4 separate regions of the Mus musculus genome follow, and all the other regions are linked to region 4. A link is a contact called in public Hi-C, HiChIP or PLAC-seq and Micro-C data. All regions are on one chromosome and are shown on one strand. Each heading gives the region's core, a stretch centred on a gene start, on an enhancer-like site or on the middle of the called end of the contact. The rest is flanking DNA. Distances are from core to core; before and after follow the strand shown.

Region 1 (6,057 bases), core at 3,491-5,990, 390 kb before region 4:
TCGAGAATGCTTGTGCCTCAACTTTGGGGCATCTGCAGGCAATACCTTTCAAGGAACTGGAGACATCAGAAGGGAGCTGAGTGTTCAAAATGTGTGTACTCAAATAATAAACTGTTGGAGAAAGCCTGAGACAGCTCAGGTTCAGGGGATCTTGAAATCAGTGGGGACCTGAAATGAGAGAAGGGGGGGTAGGTAGAGCAGAGCAGGCAGTGTTATCATCACAGAGCAGTGTCACTGACTTGACTCAGGGCTGAAGAAAGAGCCTTGAACAAGATGGCTGGCGGGCACATAGAGAAGAAAAGCAAGCCAAGACTAGATACTTTGGAGAATGCTGAAGGTACTGGGACACAAGAAGGGTCTGGAAAAGCCTATGACAAAGCAGACTTGAAGGCAGGAGGGGAAGCAGGAGGGAACTGCGAACACTGATAGACCCAATAGTCTTTAGTGCTTTAAACTCTAAAGCAGTTGGCATGAAAGGTCCATTAGAAAGGATTTACTTTTAATTTTTTTTTTTTTATGGGAGCTTTGAATAGAGCCCCCACACTTAACAAAGGTAAAACATACAAGCAATCCCTTCAGTCTGATCTAAATACATCATCCAAGATAGTCCATAAACTGTGTACTGTATGTGCTTAGGGCTGGGTGATGACAGGGAGGGACTGTTAACAGAATGTAGGAGCCACATGGCCATCCTGTCAAATTAGAAATTTGAGCAGATTTCTGTGGTCTATTTTGATCAAGATTCTCAATGTCAAACAAACAGGTTTTTCGATAACCAACTCGTTTCATTTTTGTAAGCACAATAGCAGAGCGTGCAACAGTTAGCGGCGAAGCAGGTGGTCCTCGTCGTCGTCAACGTGAAATGAAAGGAACAGAAGAAAAGTAGCATTTCCTTTAAGACATGCTAAGCACCACGGCAGGCGAGGCTGGGGACTTCCTCCTAGAGCTCACACGGTGTCACACACGAATGCTACCTAGCCACACCCTGCCCTAGGCAGTGCTAATGTCTGTCCTTTCCTCGAGAAGGGAAAAAAAAAACCTTGGAGGTCTAGTCTACAAACCAAGGGCATGAACAAAAGCATAGGAAGTCCACTGAAAGCACTGTGTATGATTAGTACAGCCATGCGGAAAGCAATCTGGCAGCAGACTCAGAGCTTTGACCAAGCTTTCTGCTTTAGGGATTCTGCACTAGGGATATAATGCAGAAAAAAAATGAAGATAAAGCCTTATGCATAAAGATGTTTGTTGAAGTGCTATTTATAATAGTGAAAAAATCATCTGGCAATCTAAGTGCTCAATGGCAGAAAAGTGGTTAAGTTGTAGGAATAACAGGGAACAAATGGAAAACAGTTGTTACTGAGGGTGGATAAAAAAGGCAGGGATTCTCACATTATAACACTGATAGGTAAAGACAACATTATATGAGATAAATATCTACAGAATAAAGACTAGAGGGAAGAATAGTAAAATGCTAACAGTAGTTCATTTAGAAATAATGGCAATGTGGCTAATTTTAATTTTCTTCTTCATAACTTCTATAAATCATTTGTACCACATTTCCTATCGTGAAAATGTAACAGTTACAGTGACTTAGAATAAATGTCATCATGAAAAACAAATAAATCCTTTCCAAACAAACCTTATCCAAGCCCAAATGGTATCTTTTTTCCTACCTCCCTACCCTCTCTTATTCACCCAGGGAAAAATCCACCATCTTCAACCAAAGCAGAGAAGCCCAGAATGCAGGAGACAGTCTGAAGGGTCTAGGTTGATGGATGGGGTTTGTGCATGGAGAAGGACAGGGGGATGCGCATGAGCAGTTGCTTCAGCTGCTCCTGTGTACAGAGCTACACATCCTGAGATCCCATTTTTCTGCTACACAAAGCAAAACCAAAGCCCACATCAGGGACCAGGGAGGAAAAAAGCCCACTTACCTCCATTAAACTTAAATGGATTCCTATGAGGTAGGGCATGGGAGCACTGTGAAGAGAAACAGAGACACACAGCTGCTTTAATGTCTGTTGCTTCCGACAGAAAATTACAGATGGTTCACTATTTAGAGAAAAGCTGTTTTAATAAACGTATGCACAGTTACATTTCCTTTCACAACAAAAATCTTAATGTGACATTTTGTTTCCAAGCCTAGAAACGTCAAAGAATTTAAAAATGCAGGCAGCACTGGGAATGGCATGGTAGCAGGAAGAGCATCAACCTTTGTGTCAGCTATCAACCCCAAACAGCAGCTAGGCAGCTTTCTGGCCTCAGTCACCTTATCTTTAAAATGGGATTCTTGGCTCAACCCCAACTACTGTTACTAGATGGAGATGAACACACACAGTACAGAGGTCCTGATACTAATGGAAACTATGGTATCAACAATTATAATGGAAAAAAGTGAAGGGTGTATAGAGAGCACAATGAAGACATACAGGTTAATGTTTGGAAAGCATCCAGCAAGCTTTTGTATGCCATGGCACACATACAGCTGAATGCCATGGCACACATTTTGCTGGGTAACTGGACAACAGAGACCTTCACTTCCTTTGCTGAGCAGAAGCAAGTCCAGAGGTTCTAAAATCCGGGCATTTTTGTATTCTCTATCTCTCTGTACATATTTATTTTTTAGGGTTCTTTTCCTTTCATTTTACACTTTTATTCCTCTCATATATTACATCCCGACTGAAGAGTCCTTTCCCTCCACTCTTCCCAGTTCCCTATCACCTCGCCTCCCCCCACCCCCCAGATCAATTCTTGTTTCTCTTCTAGGAAGGAAGGAAGGAAGGCAGGCAGGCAGGCAGGCAGGCAGGCAGGCAAAGTGGAAGCGGGAGTGGGAGCGGGAAGGGGGAAGGGGGAAGAAGGGGGAAGGGGGAAGAAGGGGGAAGAGGGGAGGGGAAGGACAAACAGATCGGGCTTCCCAAGTATATCCACTGAACATGGCCTAACAGACAGAACTGCAATAAAACCGAGCATGAACCCTCATATCATGGCTGAATGAGGCAACCCAGTAGGAGGAAAAGGGTCCAAAAAGCAAGTAAAAGAGTCAAAATACACCCCCAACTCTCATTGTTGGGAGTCCCACAAGAATTCCAAGCCATATAACTTTAAGGTGCATGTAGAGGACCTAGCTCAGACCCATCCAGAGACCCTGCTTGTCCCTTCAGTTTCTGTAAGACCCTATGAGCTCTGGTTAGTTGATTCAGTGTCTTGTGTTCTCATGGTACCCTCCTCAGCCACTCTGGCTCTAACAATTAATCCTTCCTCTCCATCTTCTGCAGGGTTCCCCTGGCTCTGCCTAATGCTTGGCTGTGTGTGGGTCTCTGCATCGCTCCCATGAGTTGCTGGATGACGTCCCTCTGATGACAATTAGGCTAGGCACCGATCTGCGAGAATATCATTAGGTATCATTTCATTGATTTTTTTTTCCCAACCCGGTAGTGTTTAGTTCTATCCTGGGTCTCTGGGCTGTCCTGCCTTTGGTTCCTGGCCATCCAAACAGTGTCAGTCATAGGCTCCCTCTCCTGGAGTGGGCCTCAAGTTGTACCAGTCATGGGCAGGCCAATCCCACAAGTTCTGCACCACCATTGCTCCAGGACAACTTGTAGACAGGACAGATTATAGGTTAAAGGTTTTACTTCTGTGTTGATGTCCCAGTTCTACTACTAGGAGCCTTGCCTGGTTATAGAAGACGGCCAGTTCTGGCTCAGTATTCCCAGTTACTAGGAGACATCACCATGGTCACTTTCGTAGATTCCAGAGTTACCGCTGCACTCATACACTCATTTATGGTGTTTCCCTCTGGTGTTAAATGTGATAGTAGTTATATGAAGTCACTTTTCCCTACTCACACAATAATCTCCATTCTACAAAGGAGAAAATTAACTAAAAGAAGGAAAACCATTTATCTAATGCCACAAAGTCAAGCAAGCAGTAAGCCCCAGCTGGCTCTGACTTGGTCCCCAGGTTGCCTTGTCTTCCTTGGGAGTAGAGGAGGAAGGGCAGGAAGCAGGGAGGACAGAAATGACTGGCAACTTTTCTGGCTGTCTTTTCAAGTATGTCACACATCCTACACAACACCAGCAGGCTTAGTTTGTAATGAAATTAGAGTCAAGACAATTGGGCTGTCCAGGTACTTTCCCTCAGGGGTAGCTTTGGAAGTCACAGTGGAGGGACAAGGATACCCCCCTGAATGCAGACCTGGGGAAACAATGAGGCAGGAGGTGACTGCAAACCAGGAACTCAGGCTGCATCTCGAAACCAGTGGGGAGGCAACTAAGTTTCTTAGACATTACATTTTTGCTTAAAAACTGCTCAAAAATCTAAAAAAAGAACACACATTGCAATTCCCTCATTACAACTCAACAAATACAATTCTTCAAGCAGAACACAAAATGTCCTTATTACTACAGATCTCAGCAATCAGGTATCATAGGAGCCTGGAAGACAGACTTAAACATTAGCTTCACAGTCTGAGAACTATTCTTCTAGACTTTGTATTTGATAATAGCCAAAGAAAAAAACTATACAAACAAACTACAGTGGAAAGAAACAGAGCTGTCTTTTCTTCTAGCATCTTCTTCCATCCTTTTTTCCCCCCTTCCAGGTACCTGCGGGGCACATGCAGCTTCTCTTTGCTTCAAGAGGCAAAGAAATGCCCTGTGATATTTTTGCCCCGAAACTGTAAACCATTAGCTTAGCTGCCAGCCACACAGATGCTCCAACTTCCCAGTGTGCCTGGCTTTGCTGCCTGAGCTTTCTCCAGTGTACACCAAAATGAATGTGTTTCTAATTAAGTAGCTTCAGGAACACGACAGCTTCAATGTCAAAAATACAAAGTCTGAACCCCGGCAGGAAGTCTTAAGACTGCAAATGTCTCATCTAGTGGAGCCTTGCCTAATGTAATGAAAGGAAGCAGGAAGAGCACAAAATTCCAGAAAAAAAAAAAAAAGACCACTCATTAATGTGTCCAGAGTATGGCCTGACACAGGGAGAAAAGCACAAGCTCACAATATTGAACTAAATCTTACTGACTTCTCGGCTCTCACATCTAAGTACATAACTGACCAGTAACCATGTGTTTCAAATAGAATTTCAGAACCAAAATCCCAACAAGTGAGTTAACAAACAGAGAAAGTCAAACAACTGTGAGAAAAAGGTGAAAATAATCCCGACAGCCAAAGCCCTGGGTGTAATTTAACCACAGGCTGTTCTTTAAAGAGGAAACATTCTCTAGAAACTGGAATATGTAGGTTTTAATGCCATGCTACTTTAGTCTGCATGCTAGCCTGACAGAATCGGGGGAGCCTTATGAAAATGACTTAAAGATACCAGAAGGGACAGAGCAGGTCTCACTCTTCGGACACAGTTGGGATGAATAATTACAGCTTCTTCCAAAAAAGCAGTTTTGCAGCCAAGCATTGTTACGCCTGCCCGATCTGTATTTAGACAACATTTAAAGCACGTGCATTCCGAATCTGATCAGTTCTGTGCTTTGCAGGAAAGCAAATCTGGACAAATACCTTCGTCTATTGTTATCATTTGCTTCCAACACCTCAAATGCTTCCCAGAATCTACATTTTTTTCTCTCTGCAAATATGTAATTACAAATTCTAAGTGGGGGTGAGAGAGAAAAGAAAAAGGAAGCCGCCTCCTTAACATTTCAACGTGGCAAGTACACAAGTGGGTAATTCTAGGTATGTTCTGAACATAATTTCTAGTCTCTATTTATCTCAGTAATTACAGCTATGTATACATTTTCTTGGAGACCTTTTTCTTTGCCTTTTTATTATATGAGGCAACCCATGATTAGGTCATCTAATATATCTACTTTTTTTTTTTTTTTGGCTCATCCTCTCTAATATTAACCTAAACTAATGGTTTCACATCTTTGAAATTAACTGCATGTATTTTATTGTTTCTCATTTTGCACACTGTCATTTTCTGTATCTACAACCACTGTGATGGTTATTTAAAAGGCTGTATAATATTCCACTCAGCAGAGTGGGCCATAATTTATTGAGTCTAATTCCTGGAATTAGACACTAAGTTGTTCCTAACTTT
Region 2 (5,837 bases), core at 27-2,526, 280 kb before region 4:
CATTTTAGAATGAAGGATAACTGGTGGCAAGCAGTACCTCGACATTCTGCAGGTCACTCCAAGTCATTCTAGTAGGCTGGGGCAAGTGTCCTCCTGCATTGAAGCTGGCCTTGATCATAGACGCCAGCCTGAGCAGCAGAGGACACTGAGAAGGTATGCAGATGGTTCCCTCCAGGCCACCCTGTCTATCACCAGTCTGTGGCATGGGGGAGTAACACTTTCAGAGTTGGCCCTACTTACAAGAGAGCGGAAGAGCTCTGGCATGAGAAAAGTGGCAGTTTCAGACACTTTCCCACTCTGGGGATGAATGTAGCTATCTAAGAATGGGTGATGGGAGGACACTACACTGCACATAGACTGCATGGTTCCTTCACACACAAAAAAGTCAGAAGCAAATATTTTCTTATAAAAGATTTCATTGAATTTTCAATGAATTAAAAAATAAATTTTGCTCAAAATGTATACTTTATGGATTAGCAAGAGAAATAAGAGTAAAAAAGTTTCTGTAAGAAGTGGCTCTACAGCTTCAACACCGGGGCTAGCAGTGTATCACACTGGTTGGAAATTCTAAAGCTTACACATAAAAACTGTCTTGGTCAGAAAGACAGAAAGAAAGCACAGCTCCCTTTCAATTATTCCTCCGTTCAGTCATTCTTTCATCACTCATCCACATCAATGCCTGAACAGAGCAGGTAACAAACAAACACATGCTTGATTATTAGTAGACATTTAGTAAGTGACCTAAAATTACTTTCTTTCAAGTTTGTTTGTTTGATTTAAATTAAACCTAACTGAAGGTGTCCAGTATCTCAGCACTTACACAAACCAATAATACTAAGACCAAGGTGCTCAGAGAATGAAAGCTCTTATCTGGACCTAGCAGCTGTGGGACTTGTGCTGCTCTGGACCATGCTGGGTCTAAGCCTGGTATATGATCCTGGCTACTCCACAGAGCCCACAGAAAAAAGCACATTTTTGGCTGTCCTTTTTCTCAAGACCAGGCCAGCAATCCTTGAGAGTGGTAGGAAAGCACACATAAGGGCAAGGAAAATTACTTCTGCAATCATTGTTTTTCAGTTAGCATCTTCACAGATCTCTACTCCTGGGTCAAATTTGAGCTGATCAAGTAGAGAGTGAGCACATGGACAACACTTACCTTCAAAGAGGAAGGAACACTCACAATGCCCATTTGCTTTTAAAGGTTCCCAGATAGCAACAGTATTAAGCTCTCATCCTCAGCATTAGCAGAAAGGGTGTTCAAAGCCTTAAAAGGGAGGGGGAGTGTGGGAGCCTGCCGGCATTATGGCTGCCTTGAAAGCTGCAGACTGCTGCAGCCACAGTCCATCAGTTTCACGCCTGTGGTTTCATTTCATTCTCATTCAATTTAAATTACTAATAATCAGGAAACCTACATGACAAGACATCCATTAAAGACAACTACTAATAAAATCAAAACTAAATATCAAATTGGATCATGGTACAGCTTGCTTCTGGGTTATCATTTAAGCTTGCATACAGTGAAATCTAATACAGTGGAGGCACTGCTCCAAAGAACAAGACTAATTGCCTTTTTGAGTTCTCCCAGGGAAGTTTTGTTAACAAACAGAAGCCACTTAAGATCCTAGATGCATGCATGCTTGATGGGACAGAGAGAGAGAGATAAATGTTTATTTAAGCTCAATAAACCACAAGGCCAGCTACCTTACAATACTCACACAAGCTGTCAGTAGTAATGTATAAGCTGGCTTGCAAGTCTAGTGCAATATAACTTTGCCTGAGTGAATGAACATGACTACTCTTTTCCTTTGCCAGGCACAATTACTATCCAAATTATTCTAAGGCTAAATACTGGTTACTTCATCCATCAGGAAACTCAGCAGTGCCGCACAATGCCATGTAGAATGATTCATGGAGAGACACAAGACCTGTAGATGAGTGACTGCATGCTCTCAGATCTTGTCAAATACCTTGGGAAAGTAATGCCTCCCTTATTTGTTTTGTTTTGAGCTCTCAGTGTGAAGCCCAGGCAGTCTTGAACTTCCAGTCCTCTTGCCTCAGCTTTCTGTATTGGGATTATGGTATGAGCAACCATATCCCGGTAAGAAGTTTCTCTGGGCCTTCCTGGCATACTGAAGGACAAATGGGGATCAGATATTAAACCTGACTGTAAAATTGTTAGAGCAGAAGGCTTCCTGATAGCAACAGTAGTAGACCTACTATTTGCCTGTCCAATGAATAAAGTCTATACTATGGGCCAGATGTTGACTAGGTGATGCATATTAAACAGGGGCTCATTTTATCTGTAAAACTGCTATAAAGGATAATAATAAACCTAAGGCTTTCAAAAAGAGAGCCACTGTCCAAAATCACAGCTTCTGGGTAGGATGGAGATTCAATCCTACACAGTCTAGCAAAATCTACCTTCCTATTTTCTTCCATTAAGAAAAATATAAATATTTCTGTAAGGCTGAATTGTATCACTGACACTTCAAAATCTTAGTCCATATCATAAAAGGGGGTCATGACACCATTATATATCTAGGTCCCATTTTAATTTTGGATTTTTACATTGTTTACACTAACGTAATTTTGAGTAGCCTCATGGATGAGGGGACCACTATAGGAAGCCTTTACAGTTTCTCAGAGACTGCCTGGGGAGAACTCTAGTTGTCCACTAGCTTTTGCCAGAATACATGGTTCAGTCCTCCCTGCCTCACTTAAATGTTGGAAGTGTGTTGCTGAAATGGCCCCTGTCCCTCCAGCATGCATAGTCCAAATTTTTGCAGAGCAGCTACAGAGGCAGTTTTCTTAACAACTCTTCCATCTGGTTTTCACAGCAGCCCTTCCTCCAGAGCCCAAAGAAGTCACAGTCAGCTCCTGTTTCTCTGGGATGCTAGCTGTCTTTTCATGTTGCTGAGTATATATTATGTCTGTCTGTCAGCAGATTGGGGAATGGTCTCCATCCTGACAGATACATTTTATAAATGCCTTAAAAGCACACACACTAATGTGAAGGAAAAAAGGAAATTCTTCTGGTTTTGGACTCTGGCTATTTGCTCTTTGCAGCTGAAGGTGTCAAGGGAATGAGATTTCCCAGGTAGATGTACTAATGTAAAATGCATTAGTGTTAAGGTGGGGGCTCCCAATCCACCCAGGGCCAAAGGGTTAATATAAAATGACAGAATTTAATGACTGCTATTATGGTTGCCAAGCAACACAGAGAAGGTGTGCCATAAAGGCCTAATTAATGAATGAGGTAGCAAGAGTTTCTGTTAAGTTGGTAAGCAGTTCACAGTTCACCATTGGTTGGCTCTGCCCAGATGGTAATGTTCTTAAGCTTTCTTAGCTCCACTGAGCAGCAACAAAATAATGTGATGATAGTTGCAGTACTGGCTGAAGTCCTGACATCCTTTCCATACTCATGGCAGAAACTACAGCCTCCTGCAGGTTCATACAGGGGAAGGTATGCTTGCATTTTGTTCCTCTGATGAGCCAGACCTACCAGACCGTGACAGTGGCTCCTTTCTGTGTGCCCTTCTGCTGTGGAAACACCACAGAATAGTCAAAATTTGGGACCAAACTAGATTGCCCATAGAACTAGCTTTTTTTTTTTTTGGGGGGGGGGGTAGTAGGAAAGAAAAATACTTTTCAAAAACAAGTTCAGGTGGCAGTGAAAAGGACTCAGGACCAATAGCTAAGCTTCCCACTCCACTGAGCTCCCCACTAGTGCTACATAACATCTTGAGCTTTCCTAGACCAGAGTTCAAAGTCTGTTCTGGACTCTAAGCCTTCTTCCTCAGTCCTGTCATGAACATACTGTCACTGGTGGATGCTGATCAGGAAGATATCTGCTGTCAGGTTCAATGCAGGTATCAAAGCACAAAGCCCTTCCTTAAATAGCTATCATCTTAAATTATCTTAAATTCACTTAAAAAAATTAAAAGGAATGAGGCTTGGTTCAAATATTAAGTGAGGAAGCCAGCCCTTGAATCCTATCTGTGAAGCTTGCTCCCTATTCATTCTGCCGCATGGCCTCAGTAACAGCTACCGCTCATAATTAAAGGCTTGCCCTAATTTAATTTCCATGCTGAAAATAGACAATTACTCTGTTTTGTACTATGCCACGACTGTCAATTAAAACCACAAAGTTTCTTTGAAGAGTACATCTACTACATTTAAACATAGCTCCATAACATCATGTATTCCAACAGGAAGGTGTAATGGATTGGCAAGAGGGGAAAAACCGTTTTCTTCACCCACCAGCTAAGTCTTGAAGAAAACAAGAGAGAGACAGGGGCAAAGGGACAGAAGAGGCAGCTGTCTCAGCCTGAAATCTAAGGGAAAAGGCCCTTACTCTTCAATGGAGGAGGGGCTGTGCCTGCTGAGGGGGCAAAGGGGAGCCCCAAATGAACAAAGGTAAAGAGAAGAGTAAGAAAGATTGGTCTGAGACCAGCTAAAGTGTTCTCATTAATGGCCTGCAACTTCAAATATAATCAAAGTAGGGGCCTCAGTTCTGTCTAGCAAAGGATCAGAAGAATCGCTCTCTGATCCTTTCATTAACGGAAACCCATTCTTTTCACAAGGCCCAGCAACTACAGACAAACACTCACTTTTCTGACTATGAGGCTATTTATAATACATTCAAATGCTTTTCAGAAGAACCTTGGGAAGTCAACTTCATCACTGTCAACGTTTTCTGCTATGCTGAGCCATGATTATTTACAGATGACTCTCGCTTATCTATGGAGATGTTTGAAATCCTGTTGCCACCCAGGATTCAAGTATGCTGCTTTAGTCTGCTGTTTGAGAGCTCATACATGAGGGACACCAACAACCCAGCGTTACCTCAGGCAAAATGCAATTACAAGAAGCAGCAGCTACTATCACTTAAAAGAAAGAGCACTCATCCTCCCATCAAATATTCCATGAGCATTTAAAAGGGATTTAAGTACAAAAATCAGGGGGTGATTCTCCTTCCAAATGTACAGATTCCACTTCAAATAGCAAACTTGCTGGGCTTCTCTCTCTCTCCACACTGGTATGTCTTCTCCTCTTTATCTTGATCCCATGGCTTCTTACCTCACTTATAACTGGGTCCTAAAACTGTCACCAAAGTAGTAACACGTAAATATGACTATGACACTCTCTGACTGGTGATTTCCCAGACTGTTCTTCACTGACTTCTGAATCAAGCTACAAGTCCATGTCCACAGCATGTGAAATCCTTGATCTTAGGAAGGGGGGGGGGGGCTCTTAACCTCCTCCCTCAGTTCAGGGACTGAATGGCTTGACACTGCAGAAACTCTGGGCTCTCCTGGTTATAGGCCTGTGCTATCTAACCTACCCAGAGTGATTTTCCTTATCATCATCTCTGTTCCAATTTGCCAGCCATGTTGGGGAATCCTCTTAGTAGCCCTTGAGGTCTCACCTCCCACCATTACTAAGTGAGGCATACTTCCTCCCAGCAGGGCTTCAGGCTTTTACAAGCATTCAAGTTTTAACATGTTCAGATCACTGGTTTGATCATAGCTCCTATAATCCACAACTTATCTCTTTATCTCCACTGTTAACTGCAGCTAGGCTCAAGGTAGAATGCAGGCAACAGTTACTGACCTGATGATTTGCCATTCCTGATAAACAGACTATTATCTAACATCAAATCTACTCTAGTATGACCTTTGCTTCTGGTCAAAATACTAAGAAAATTCCAGGTTTTCCTTAGTTCATTATTCTTAAAGGCACTGGACTAGTCTAGGCTTTGTATTCTTAGCACTTGGTACCCACTCCCATTTTTTAGAGTCAATTGGGCTCTTCTAATTAACCTGCATTTCTCATCT
Region 3 (5,985 bases), core at 2,678-5,177, 360 kb before region 4:
AATGTCTCCATGAGATCTAACTGTAAGGCATTTTCTCAATTAGTGATCAAGGGGGAGAGGCCCCTTGTGGGTGGGACCATCTCTGGGCCGGTAGTCTTGGTTGTATAAGAGAGCAGGCTGAGCAAGCCAGGGGAGGCAAGCCAGTAAAGAACATCCCTCTATGGCCTCTGCATCAGCTCCTGCTTCCTGACCTGCTTGAGTTCCAGTCCTGACTTCCTTGGTGATAAACAGCAGTATGGAAGTGTAAGCTGAATAAACCCTTTCCTCCCCAACTTGCTTCTTGGTCATGATGTTTGTGCAGGAATAGAAACCCTGACTAAGACATCAGGTAAAAAAATTAAAATGTAAATAAGAAAATTTATGTTAAACATACAACAAAAGTTATTATTAATACAATACAGGAACTCACTCTAACTTAGAAAAAACCAAACCAAACCAAAACAGTCTGAGCATGGTGGCACTTGAGTCATAGGATGAAGTAGTATTGCCAGCCATGAGTTTGGGGTCAGTTTGGACTATATAGTGAGATCAAGGCAAGTCTGGATTATAAAGCAGAAACCCTATCTCAAACAGACAAAAGCAGGGACTGAGAGATGGCTCAGTGGGTAAAGCACTTGCCATGTTAAATGTGAGGACTAGAGTTCAAATTTCCTGATCTCACATAAAAAAGCTGGATAAGTTGGTGGCTTGCTAGTAATCTCAGTAGGCAGGAGGACGAGACAGGGAATCCTTGGGTAAACAAGATGTCTAAAACCTCAAGTGCCAGGTTCAATGAGAGACTTGGCCTCAAAATATAAAGTAGACAAAGCCACCTGGCATTATCCTTGAGCTTCTACATGCACACAAATGTATACACATTTACTTCTAAACATGCAAATCATACACACACACAAACACACACACATACACACAGAGACACACGCACGTGCACACACACACACACACACCACATACCACACACCCAATTTCTTCAAAACCCACAAAACAGAACAAACCATCAACCCCCCATAAGATAAATGGCAAAAGATATTAACAAAATACACAGAGGAAATTAATGGAAAATAGTTTCCTCTAACCAAAGATATTAAAGTTAAAACTTAATATATCATTTTACATCTATTTTTATTGCAAGATTAAAAGGTAGCACAAGCACACAGATAATACATACAAAGACACAGACAATTCTAGCAAAGGCTGTTAATGAAAGTAGTTCACTTGTATACAGATGATAACATTCAGTGTTCACAGGCCCAGCCTTCTGGGGAAACAATCTGGCAGCCCCCAATTCTTGGTGCTTATCAAAGCCTTTGACCAGAAATCCCACTGCTTAACATATATATTATTTACAAAGTCCCCATATACTTGTAGGCTGTTTCAGTAACAGGGAGCTCAAAGATGTTTGCTGCAGTATCATCTACTAGAGGGTTTATCTATTAACAACTTAAATGGCCACCAAGAGAAGAAGACTTTAGTAAATCATAGCTATATCACTACAATGGAACATAGTGCTGGCATTTTAAAGAAATGACAAAAATAAGCTTATGTGGAGATAGGCACAAAACTATTTATAATTGATCATGAGACTGTAAGAATAAATGAAATGGGCTTTGACACTGTAAAGGGACATGAATAATTAATGACGATGATGTATTACCATATGAGGGGAATGTGGCTGATTCATTTTCCTAAAATTTTCTTTAATCTTGCCGATACATCCTTCAATTAAAATTAGATGACTGCAAAGCCGTCTCGAGACGGTCTACTCACTGTACTGAGCTTGCTGCAGATGATGAGGATCCGGCGTTCATACAGCATGCTGGCGTACAGATGCAACATGTTGTTCACATCCACAGCCACAAAATATTCTGTCAGATTTCTCTAGGAAAAAGAAGAAAGCAAGGCTTGTGGCTTATTTTGTTTGTTCTTATTACGAACAGTATCTCATAAAAGCAGGAGAAAGCAAATAATCAGAAGGCATGTGCTCTTCTTCCTGTCCCACACTTTCTACCTGGAAGCCCCAGATCCACTCATGTATGAAATCATGAAATGCAAAGTTCAAAGAGGCCGTGGAGATGAGCAGCCCAAGCAACTGCATCTTTGTGTGGTGATTATGGGTTACAACTTGAGGTCGTCATACATAGCACTGTGTTTGCTTTTCATGTCATTCCAAAGGATGAGAAGCACAGGAACCCTACAATCTCAAAAACGATGAGACCAAGGCTGAGGAAGATTCTCGGAGATCAATTGATCTAATAAGCAATGAAGACAGGACTTTGCTCTCATCTTTGGACCCAAGGTCCTAGAACTTTTCCAACATATGTTGCCCTGTATCCTAGCAAAAGAAAGTGTCCAAGCTTCAGTCACTACCCAGTAGATCCTAGCACAAAGGTGGGGCATTGCCTGCCTCATCCTTACTGTTTGCATCCAGAGCATACACTTTCCAAACTGGCTCTGCTAGAATGAAAGCAATTTCAAAGACTTAAACTCCCAAATATTTCCCTTAAAAGGGAGAAGATGTAGATAAGCAGCAAGTTGTGACAATAAAATGTATTAAACAGCTTTTGTTTTTCCCTGTATCCTGGGGTTCATTCCTTTAATTAGCATTATGGATTAGAACTCTTCAGATTTCAGCAGGGAAATGGATAACATTTCATTTCTACAACCCTTTCTATGTCCACCTGACATTAATAATACACACGAATACGCTAATTTCTTTAATGTTACAGGGTTTCAATACTGCACAGTGCAACTCTCAGGAAATGAAAGGAGGGAAGGTAAGCTGTTGCCACGAGTGGCAGTTTATCACGATTAAAGATCTACAACCCATAATTTAAGTAAACCAGTAAATTTTATATGCAAAATACCATAAAGTGCTTTTCCACAATATTATGGTTAAGGATAAGAATGTGCGTTTATCTCATGATTTATTACTGTTTGACCAGAGTATTGGGCTAACCACCAAACTTCACAAATAAAGAGCAAGTGGATTGATAGCTTTTCTCCCCTACACTAACCACTCTCTTATACTGTCCCTCCTAGATATTGCTCATTCGCTATCTACCATGATGAGGCTTTACACAGGTCATCCTGCTTTAACTCTAAAACCATTCCTTGTACATAGATGTCACTTTCTCTATTTAAAGTTGTAAAACAGAAGCACAGAAAAGTGATGTAATATAACAAGGGTCACATGATAAGTGAACAGCAGAAGACTCAGTTTAGGGTTTAAATATATAATACCTTAAAGTGTAAGTTAAAATATCACATTCATAAAGTATTGAGTGTAGGGGAAAATAAGAGGAAATATATGTGCAAAGAAGAGGGACCTCACCTGCCCCTTAGGCAATTGTTGCCCTGTTTATAGCAGAATCTTTACATGCCAGGCAATGTGTGCTTTATCTATGTTCTTTCTCTTCCTCCTAATAACTTTTAGGTAGGTATTACCATGTCTCAATGGAGAAATAAAAGCTTACAAAGCCTTAGTTGTTTATAAAGATCACCCAGTTAGAAAGGGCAGAGCCAAGAGCAGGTCTCTTGAATCTAAAAGTTATCTGTTAACGGCTATACCAGTTTGCCTCCTAACAAACTCGATGAAAAAAATAAAATGAGCACTAAAGTCTGATGAAACTGGGCAAGAAGCATTTCTCTGCCCAGTGGACTGAGGAGCGCTGAGTTAATGATGTCAGGGTGGGGTTTGTTCCTGAGACAGTGACACGGCAGAGCAGTTCTCACAAACAAAAATACAAGGCCCTCAGCTGAGCATTTCAGAGAGAGCTTAAATGCTGATGAATTATATGATTTTTTTCTTTTAGAAGAAGATAGAAGTAACAAGAAAATAGAAATGAGGAGCTTAAAGAAGGCCAGAAAGCCCATTAGCACTTTTGACAGATCCAAAGATAACTCTGAAGCCACCAAAACGTGGCCTCAAGAGTCTGCCAAGAAGCTTCACGCTGAGGAGAAATATGTTACACAGCTTGCCGTCCAAATAGGGAGACACAGCGTCAGAGACAAATCCTGTGCCTTATTTTGGTGGGAGGAAAAAAAATTTACAAGGATACTTTTGTGGATGGGAAAGGGTGTGTTTTTGAAACAAAATACCACTCAACTGAGGCAGGCCCCCATTACCAGTCGAGATTGGAGGGGCTCAGGTGCTTGGTCCAAAACTCTACACAGGTATGTTAAAAATATGTAACATTTAGCCAAATTCTTTCTAAACTGTCATGTACTTTTTTTGGTATTTCTCATCCCATCTGTGCTGATCACCAAGATATTTGTGTCTAAACAGAAGCTGTCTCTCTTATCTGCTTCCTCCCCTGCCTCTTTCCTTCTGGGATGCCACCCGCCAGAGTGGGAGGGAGTGCCAACGGCCCCAACTGAGGAACTTCTTGGACAGGGGAGCACTCGCAGGGCAGAGGGGGTCCTGGCTCACTCTTAGTTTCCGACAAGTGCCTTGGAGACAGGGATCTCCCTCTTGTTGTTAAGTGTCCAATAGCTTAAGCTCCATGGCAAAGCTCAACTTCCCAGACTTGCTCTATCATTCCCACCCATCAGGCCTTTACTTCCTCTCGGAATACTCTTCTCTGTTCTAAACATGTTCATTTCTTTGAGGAGATCAGCCTTGTGTCACCTCCTCCTGGAAGGGTTCCTGGACTCCTCTGCCAAATGCTCCTTTGTGTTTCCATGGCAATTTGTCCCTATCTCATATTTAAGTATGTTTTTCTACTAGGCTGAGTACCTGTGGACAAATTACAAAGTCCAGCACTCTCGCAGTTTGATGAAAGAATAAATCCGTATGTAGAGGAAACAAGTGGTTGAAGACTACCTGTCCTTTAGCTCTGGTAAGCAGGGCATGGGTCAGTGGTCTAGCAGAGACAGTGCAGTATATTAAGAAGAAAAAGGCACCTGACAGAAACTCAGGCTGAGTCAGATAGGTGACTCAGTGCTAGTGAAAGGCCACAGAAAAAAGGACAGGATCACATTTGGGTTTCAAAAAAAGAGCTCCTTGAGGCTGGCGAGGCAGTTAAGAATACTGGCTACTCTTCCACAGGACCTAGGTTCAATTCCTAGCATCCACATGGAAGCTCACTAACTTCTGTAACTCCAGTTATAGAGGATTAGATACCCTCTTTGGGCCTCTGTGGATACCATGAACATATGTGATGCACATACTACATACATGCAAAACAGCTACACACATAAAACAAAACAAAACAAAACAAAAATCTCAAAGCCTATGACAGCAGGAAAAAAGAAGGCAAATGGGAGGACCTAGGACCTATTAACCACTTATCTTGTTACTGCCATACTCCAAGTGGAAAAGAATCCAAATGTGTAATCAGTTCAAAAGAAAACTTTACGTATATATGTTAAAACAAACAAACAAACAAAACCCTCACAAAACCACTCTTAACCACAGGATTAGACTTGGAGAGGGAAGGAAGAAAGGCTCTTTGGCACTATGGCCTCCTTGGTTCCAAGGCTCTGTGCACCACACCTTCTGTTTGTCCAAACATTTCTATTTGTTTGAATGTCAACCCTCCTTCTAAACAACCACCATTCCTGTTGAACATGGTATTTCTGCTTCCTTTTCCTCAGCATGAAACTTTGGACCACTGCAACTCTATCACGGGTAAGCCTGAGTACCTACCCCTTCATCCTGTGCCAGTTACTACCAGGTAATAATACTTCTGCCAGGAAAAGAGGACCAACCTGCTTAGAGGACTGTTTCCTGGGCTCTGCACTCTGGTCTTAGGTTTGTTTTTTTTTTTAGTGCCAGTGCATTTCTAGGCTTGAGAAAACTCCTTTCTTTGCTTGGACTTTATTATACACTGTTCACCTCTCCCATTCCCTGTATGGATGGACAGCAGTCCATCCATATGAAAGTGCCAGTCTGGCCTGAATTCAGATCCAAGGGGGACTCCAGACAGTGCAGCATGAAAGGTGAATTTTTGGAAGGTACGTGCTGCATCGTGTTCTTGAACCCCT
Region 4 (5,666 bases), core at 1,929-4,428:
CATCAGAAACAGGAGACCCTTTCCAGGCTGAGGGTACTGTCATCAGCAAACCTGGAGTGATCATGGATCATGGTTAAGTGCCTGAGTGTACCAACTTCTGCAATAGGTGAAGTGGAGAGCTGAGAGAGTGCCAAACCCAGGGCGTCTGGACTGGCACACAGATTTCCACATGTCTGCCTAACTTTTAGACCCCTTCTCCAAGCCTTTGGGCAGAGCTTTTCTGGACCCCAGTGTGAGGGACACCCCAAAAATGGGAGGGATGGAGAGCTGCAAGTTATTATCCTTGGCCTGTGGGATACTCTGCTATTAGTAGTCTCCCTGCTGAGCAGTGTGTGTGTGTGTGTGTGTGTGTGTGTGTGTGTTGCTTAGTGTGCAGGGCTGCTTGCATTTGCAGAGATGCATATGCATATACATATGATGTGTGTGTGTCCGGTGTGTGTTTCCACATCTAGGAGCATGTTTGTGATAAAGCACACCAAAGTGCAAGAGTGTTTGTATGTGTTTGGGTCCAGTGTGTTCCTGAATCTGGGCTCATCATCTGTCAAGTCGGTGTTGATTCCGGCTGACTACTCAGGTCTGTATGGGCCACAGGACACTACCTGTTCATGGCATACTGGGTGGGGGTTAGTGTATTGACGGCAAGGAGGGGTGACCACCATTATCACCTTCCACACAGCATACGGCTAGCTGATCCCCTGCCCTGCCCGAGGATCACCCTCGTCGTCCCCCTCCCCCACCTCCCTTCCATGTTTAGCACTTCAAGTTTCCTTTGAAAGATGAGAAATCAAGGTTTACAGGGTAGAGTTTAAGGACCCTTGGGCAGAGGTCACCGAGCAGATCCCTGCTCAGCCTCCAGGTCTCAGCCTGAATTCTTTCCTCTCCCAGAAGGGCCCTGGGCACCCTCTGCCCAGTCTGGAGAAGGGGTGGGGACAGGTTTCAGGGCTGGGCTCTGCAGAGAGAAGTACACAAAAGGCCCAGTGTCTGCCCTGCCTCCCTCTCCTGGCCCTGCTCTTCTTGGGGAGGTGAGGGAATGTCCATCACCAGGCTGCAGAGAGGTGTGTGACATTCCTGCTCAGCAAGGGACCAGTCTGGGTAGTGGACTCACTTGCCCACACCAGCCTTCAGATGACTCTTCATGGGTGGGATGAGGAAGCACAGCTCCTGCCTGAATTTGGGGCTCCGGCGCCAGCTCTTGGCTGGCGCTCACCCAGACCCAAAGTGCTCCAGCTTGTCCTGTTCTGAGGAGGGATAGATGAGTAATTGAGATCAGGATGATACCAACAGAATGTACTAATAGGAGCATGTTCACCGCTACTGTTTGCTGAGGCCTGACTTTGAGCCCCTGTTGGGCGCTGTATACGGGCTCTGGAAGGCTAGGAGACCCAATATTAGGGTCTCGGACAGCCTGCTTCCCAGCTCTGTGACATTTGGGCAAGTTGCTTAACATTGCTTTGCCTCAGTTTCCTCTGCTTTAAAACAACAAATTATTATATATATATATATATATATATATATATATATATATATATATATATAAATAGTCAAGCCAGGTGTGGTGGCTCATGGCTCTAATCCCAGCACGTAGGAGGCAAAGGCAGGTGGTACTCTGAGGTCAGCCTGGTCTACATTGTGAATTCCAGGCCAAGCCAGGGTTACATAGTAAGACCTTGTCTCAAAATGCGGGTAGGAGTAGAAAGGCTGGAGAGATGGTTCAGCAGTTAAAAGTACAGGCTATTATTTTTCTAGAGTTTAAGGTTCAGTACCCAGTACCCACACACAGATGAATAACCGTCTATAACTCCAGGTCCAGAAGATCCAAAGCCTAATCCTGGGCCCCTGGGCACTGCACACATGTGGTGCACATACAAGCGGGCAAAAACACCCATATATATCAAATTTTAAAAATCTTTAAAATTAAAAAAAAAGAAATTAAGTTTAACAGTAGCTCCTATTTGGGGATCTCCTTGGTGCCTTGTGGCCACCTAGATGGTAGGTCTTGTTATCTTCACTTGATGATGAAGTAACAGACTGATCTATTTGAAACAGTCTCTTAAAAAGGACTGCCCAAGCTGAGCCTTGACTCTAGCCTGATACAAAGTTTGGTCTCAAATGGTTCCTGTTTGTAGCATTGACCGGGCAGTTCCTAACTGGTTGGTACAACTCTCTGAGCCAAGAAAGGGTTTCCCCATGAATCACTTATTTGATTCTGTCCAGATCCTTAAGAAGGGTATTTAACATTACCCACATGTTGCTCTCCCTCCCTTCCTGGCTTGTGCCCCCTAGAGTACAGTATCGGAAATTCATCCACTTCTAGGTACTCTAGGTATAGGGCGCAGAGGGAACTAATGTAGACTTGTGAATGAAGGACACTGGACACCCGAGCCAGGGCAGAGATTTGAGAGAAGCCACCTGAAAAGCAAATGTCTGAGTTGGAGTGGAAGGGGCAGGTGTGACACACACCCCTACACACACACACAATCTATATCTACAGTGACACGTGCTAGTGTGCTAGACACAGTTGGGTGTGATTTAAGGGCTTTGTAGTCATCTCTTTTAATCCTCAGAATGTTTCATGTAATTCTGAAAACTTGTTTAGTACAAGTAACATCAACCTGGTTTTCCAGATAAAGAACTTTGGGTCCGAGCCCACAAGGCTACGCAGCTAGCTGAGCTGGACCGGAACTCTGGTCATCCACACGCCTTCTGCCAAAGCCAGGAGGGAACTGAGAAGTGCCCCTGCAAAACTGCGGGCCTGGCCTGGCTCTCCTTGGCTTCTAGAACCAGGAAAGGAGGCTCCAGGTGTAACTATGACGGCCCCCCACTTTCCTCTTGGCTCACTCGGGGTTCCCACAGCTCTCACCCCCGCTGCCCCAAGCAGGGCTGGGCTTGCAGCAGGATAACTGGGTCGGGCACCTAGGTCCAGGGTGAAATATCAGATGACACCTGCAGGGTGGCCTGGATTTAGATGAACCCCGAGAGCCGCTCTTGCAGCCTGGATGTAGCCCCTACTCCTCGACCGGCCGAACCCAGAGACGGAGGGTGGGGGGCGGAGAGGCGAAGGGGTGTGTGTGCTGTGGCCTGCTGAGTACCCCCTGGGGCTTCCTCAAAGCAAGCCAGGAACCGCCTACCACCGAGCCAGTGCGTTGTTTTTCCATCAACAAGCGGCTTACGTAAACTCCCCGCCGCCTCCCAGGGCTGCCAGCGCGGGGGAGGCGCCCTATCTGATCGGGTCTCAGCCAGTGTAGGGGTATCCTGCGTGCCCAGACACAGGCCACCAGCACTCAGGAGGGAGAGCAAGGTCCCCTTCCCCACACCCACTTGGGGGACCCCACCTTCATCTTGCGATTCCACTGTCCTGTCCTGCAAGGAAAACCTCTTCACCTGCCCGCAATGAAGAGCATGTCCTAGAGAGACGGCCAGATGGCCAGCCACCAGCTCACCTGCTCTGCACTCCTTCTTAGTGGGGCATGGGGGTTGGGGAGCAGATTGGTATCTGATAGTGAAGACCAGAGCAGCAATAAAAAAGAAACCCACAAAGAAAACAAAAAACGTGTTTTGTTTAGAAAACTTTTCAAAATCATAGAAAAGTCATTATAGACCATGAACATGCCCATCCTAAAGTTCCCAGTTTTTAAACTTTTGCCTCTTTCCAACCCCTTCTCCAAGGTATCTTTGAATCAAGGGCATATTATTATTCCCATTTTACAGATGGTGACGTTGAAGTTGAAGTAATTTCTCCAAAAGACCCAGGGGAGCTGGAATTAGACTTACACATCTCAGCTGAAAAACAGTTTACCCTGTGTTTTTCTTAATTTTTAGAACTACATTTGTGTGTGTGTATGTGTGTGTGTGTGTGTGTGTGTGTGTGTGTGAGAGAGAGAGAGAGAGAGAGAGAGAGAGAGAGAGAGACCCCATCTGAGTGCATATGGTGGTCAGAGGACAACTTTCCAGAGTCTGTACCTACCTCCCATCAGGTGGGGGCTAAGATGGCAAGCACCTTTATCTGCTGAGACAACTCAGCCCTCCCCACCTCTGTCCCTCCCCCTCCCCTCAACTTCCCTATCTCCCCACCACCCCCACACACCCGTACACTCACTTTGCATTTTTAAAGTTATATTCCCCTACTTCCCCCATGACTACTATACACATAGTCTATGCAGATACCCAGAGCTTTTCCTATCAGTTTCCTTATCAAGATCTTTCCACAGACACCCTTCACACAGGGCTTTTGTTCAGTGTGCACGACTCTGAGCTTTGCCATAGAGATTTTTCCATATAGGAAATTAAAAACTCCTCTGTTCCTTTAAACCAGTGTATATTATTCCACTGAATAGACAGTTGAATATGCGCCCTTCACTAGCTCCCTGTGGGTGAGGAACCAGGCTGCTTCCAGACTGTTAGCATAAGCAGAACTGTGGCAAATGATCTGCATTAGGACAGCGAACTGTGTATGTATGGGGATATTTGCATGGTGGATTCCTAGAGATGAAAATTGTGGGTTAAAGGGTATGCAGATTTTTAATTTACTCAGATATTGCCAAATCTCTCCTCCGGGAGGGTGCCCCAGTGTTCCCTCCCACTTACAATGAATGGAAATGCTTCTCTCCCACACCCGTGCCAACACAGCGTGTTATCAAACTTTCTGATCTTTGTCAATCTGTTAGATAGAAAATGGTATCTCAGAGCTGTAATCTCTTCTCTCCTGCTACAAGGGAGGTTGACCGTGTTTTCATCTGACTAAGAATCATTTACGTTTCCTTTCCTGGGAACTGTTTGTCTATCTCCTCTGCCTATCTTTTTAATTAGGTTGTCATTCCCCCCCCCCCAATACGTAGGAGCTCTTAAAATAACAGAGATAGCAGCCTTTTGTCAATAACATATGATATGTCTGTAATGTATGTGCCTTTTGACTTTGTTTATATCATTTTCTCTTGTGGAAATAGAAATAATTTTATGTGGCTAAACGTATCCATCTTTTCATTTATAGATTCAGAGTTTTGTTTGAAATTCATTTTCCAAAGGACTTCAGGAAAAAAAAAGAAAAAAGAAAGCTGACAGCGGTAGTGCAAGCTTTTAATCTTAGCATTCAGGAGGCAGAGGCAGGAGGATCACTAGAGTTCGAGGCCAGCCTGGTCTACAGAGTGAGTTTCATGGCAATCAGAGCCACACAGAGAAAACCTGTCTGGAAAAACAAAAATAAAATAAAATAAAATAAAATAAAATAAAATAAAATAAAATAAAATAAAATAAGAGTTCACCACAGGAATGGCTTTAAAAACAAATTCTCATTGTCTTTATTCCAGAGTTTGTTCTGTTGTATGGTGTGAGGCTGGGATTTGGCTATTTCTCCGTAGGTGGCTATCTGGCTTCCTCTCAACCATATATATCTTTTTTTTTTTCTTTCTAGTGGTGCAAACAAGTGGACACACACACAAATACCTGAGACTGTAGGTTCATAACCCTGCCTTTACACTTCCCAAACTGAGATCACAGGTGGTTCCAGCACACCTCTTCTTGAACTTTGTATTTGTGGAATTACACAGTGAGTACTCCTAAGTGAACAGGAATGGTGGGGTCCCTTACATGGATGCTCTTGCTACTGTGATAGATCATTTCCATTTCGTTGCTATATAATACTTCATTATAGAAGCCCACTACAAGTCTTT

What was found. Hi-C and Micro-C count contacts between places; a contact is called where the count stands out from the background. HiChIP or PLAC-seq counts read pairs in DNA pulled down with a chosen protein or histone mark.
Region 1: a contact with region 4 is called in an H3K4me3 HiChIP or PLAC-seq map of forebrain, with 3 times the contacts expected there. The contact joins two enhancer-like sites. A contact is called at or near these places in 6 of 39 promoter capture datasets (the C10 cell line, the HPC-7 cell line, cranial neural crest and 3 more), 1 of 15 datasets of contacts at CTCF or cohesin (large pre-B cells), 1 of 484 Hi-C or Micro-C datasets (bone marrow-derived macrophages) and 9 of 115 datasets of contacts at active chromatin or transcription factors (craniofacial prominence, embryonic basal ganglia, embryonic forebrain and 6 more).
Region 2: a contact with region 4 is called in a Micro-C map of the G1E-ER4 cell line. The contact joins two enhancer-like sites. A contact is called at or near these places in 4 of 39 promoter capture datasets (the C10 cell line, cranial neural crest, pre-B cells and 1 more), 1 of 15 datasets of contacts at CTCF or cohesin (large pre-B cells), 6 of 484 Hi-C or Micro-C datasets (the G1E-ER4 cell line, bone marrow-derived macrophages, nephron progenitors and 1 more) and 6 of 115 datasets of contacts at active chromatin or transcription factors (embryonic forebrain, embryonic hindbrain, embryonic limb bud and 3 more).
Region 3: a contact with region 4 is called in a Hi-C map of cerebral cortex, with 2.0 times the contacts expected there. The contact joins two enhancer-like sites. A contact is called at or near these places in 2 of 39 promoter capture datasets (the C10 cell line and the HPC-7 cell line), 3 of 15 datasets of contacts at CTCF or cohesin (the NIH/3T3 cell line, large pre-B cells and pro-B cells), 7 of 484 Hi-C or Micro-C datasets (the AML12 cell line, bone marrow-derived macrophages, brown adipocytes and 4 more) and 7 of 115 datasets of contacts at active chromatin or transcription factors (astrocytes, craniofacial prominence, embryonic basal ganglia and 3 more).

The regions. Positions count from the first base shown.
Region 1 is chr2:37,981,126-37,987,182 of GRCm38.p6, forward strand. It overlaps Dennd1a (DENN/MADD domain containing 1A), which reads right to left. Exons shown (of 23, transcript NM_001362973.1): 11 at 1,935-1,980. Among named protein-coding and RNA genes, the nearest start is that of Crb2, 210 kb to the left of the region's middle. Within about 2 kb of position 4,741, at least 20 of the 459 cell types and tissues checked have an H3K27ac peak or open chromatin away from gene starts, as enhancers often do. A contact at or near this core is called in forebrain, where this site is marked.
Region 2 is chr2:38,093,290-38,099,126 of GRCm38.p6, forward strand. All of the region lies in intron 5 of Dennd1a (DENN/MADD domain containing 1A), which reads right to left. Among named protein-coding and RNA genes, the nearest start is that of Dennd1a, 190 kb to the right of the region's middle. Within about 2 kb of position 1,277, at least 10 of the 459 cell types and tissues checked have an H3K27ac peak or open chromatin away from gene starts, as enhancers often do. A contact at or near this core is called in the G1E-ER4 cell line, where this site is marked.
Region 3 is chr2:38,019,589-38,025,573 of GRCm38.p6, forward strand. Dennd1a (DENN/MADD domain containing 1A) reads right to left here. Exons shown (of 23, transcript NM_001362973.1): 9 at 1,768-1,878. Among named protein-coding and RNA genes, the nearest start is that of Crb2, 250 kb to the left of the region's middle. Within about 2 kb of position 3,928, at least 11 of the 459 cell types and tissues checked have an H3K27ac peak or open chromatin away from gene starts, as enhancers often do. A contact at or near this core is called in cerebral cortex, where this site is marked.
Region 4 is chr2:38,376,248-38,381,913 of GRCm38.p6, forward strand. No RefSeq gene overlaps it. Among named protein-coding and RNA genes, the nearest start is that of Gm13584, 10 kb to the left of the region's middle. Within about 2 kb of position 3,179, at least 39 of the 459 cell types and tissues checked have an H3K27ac peak or open chromatin away from gene starts, as enhancers often do. A contact at or near this core is called in the G1E-ER4 cell line, cerebral cortex and forebrain, where this site is marked.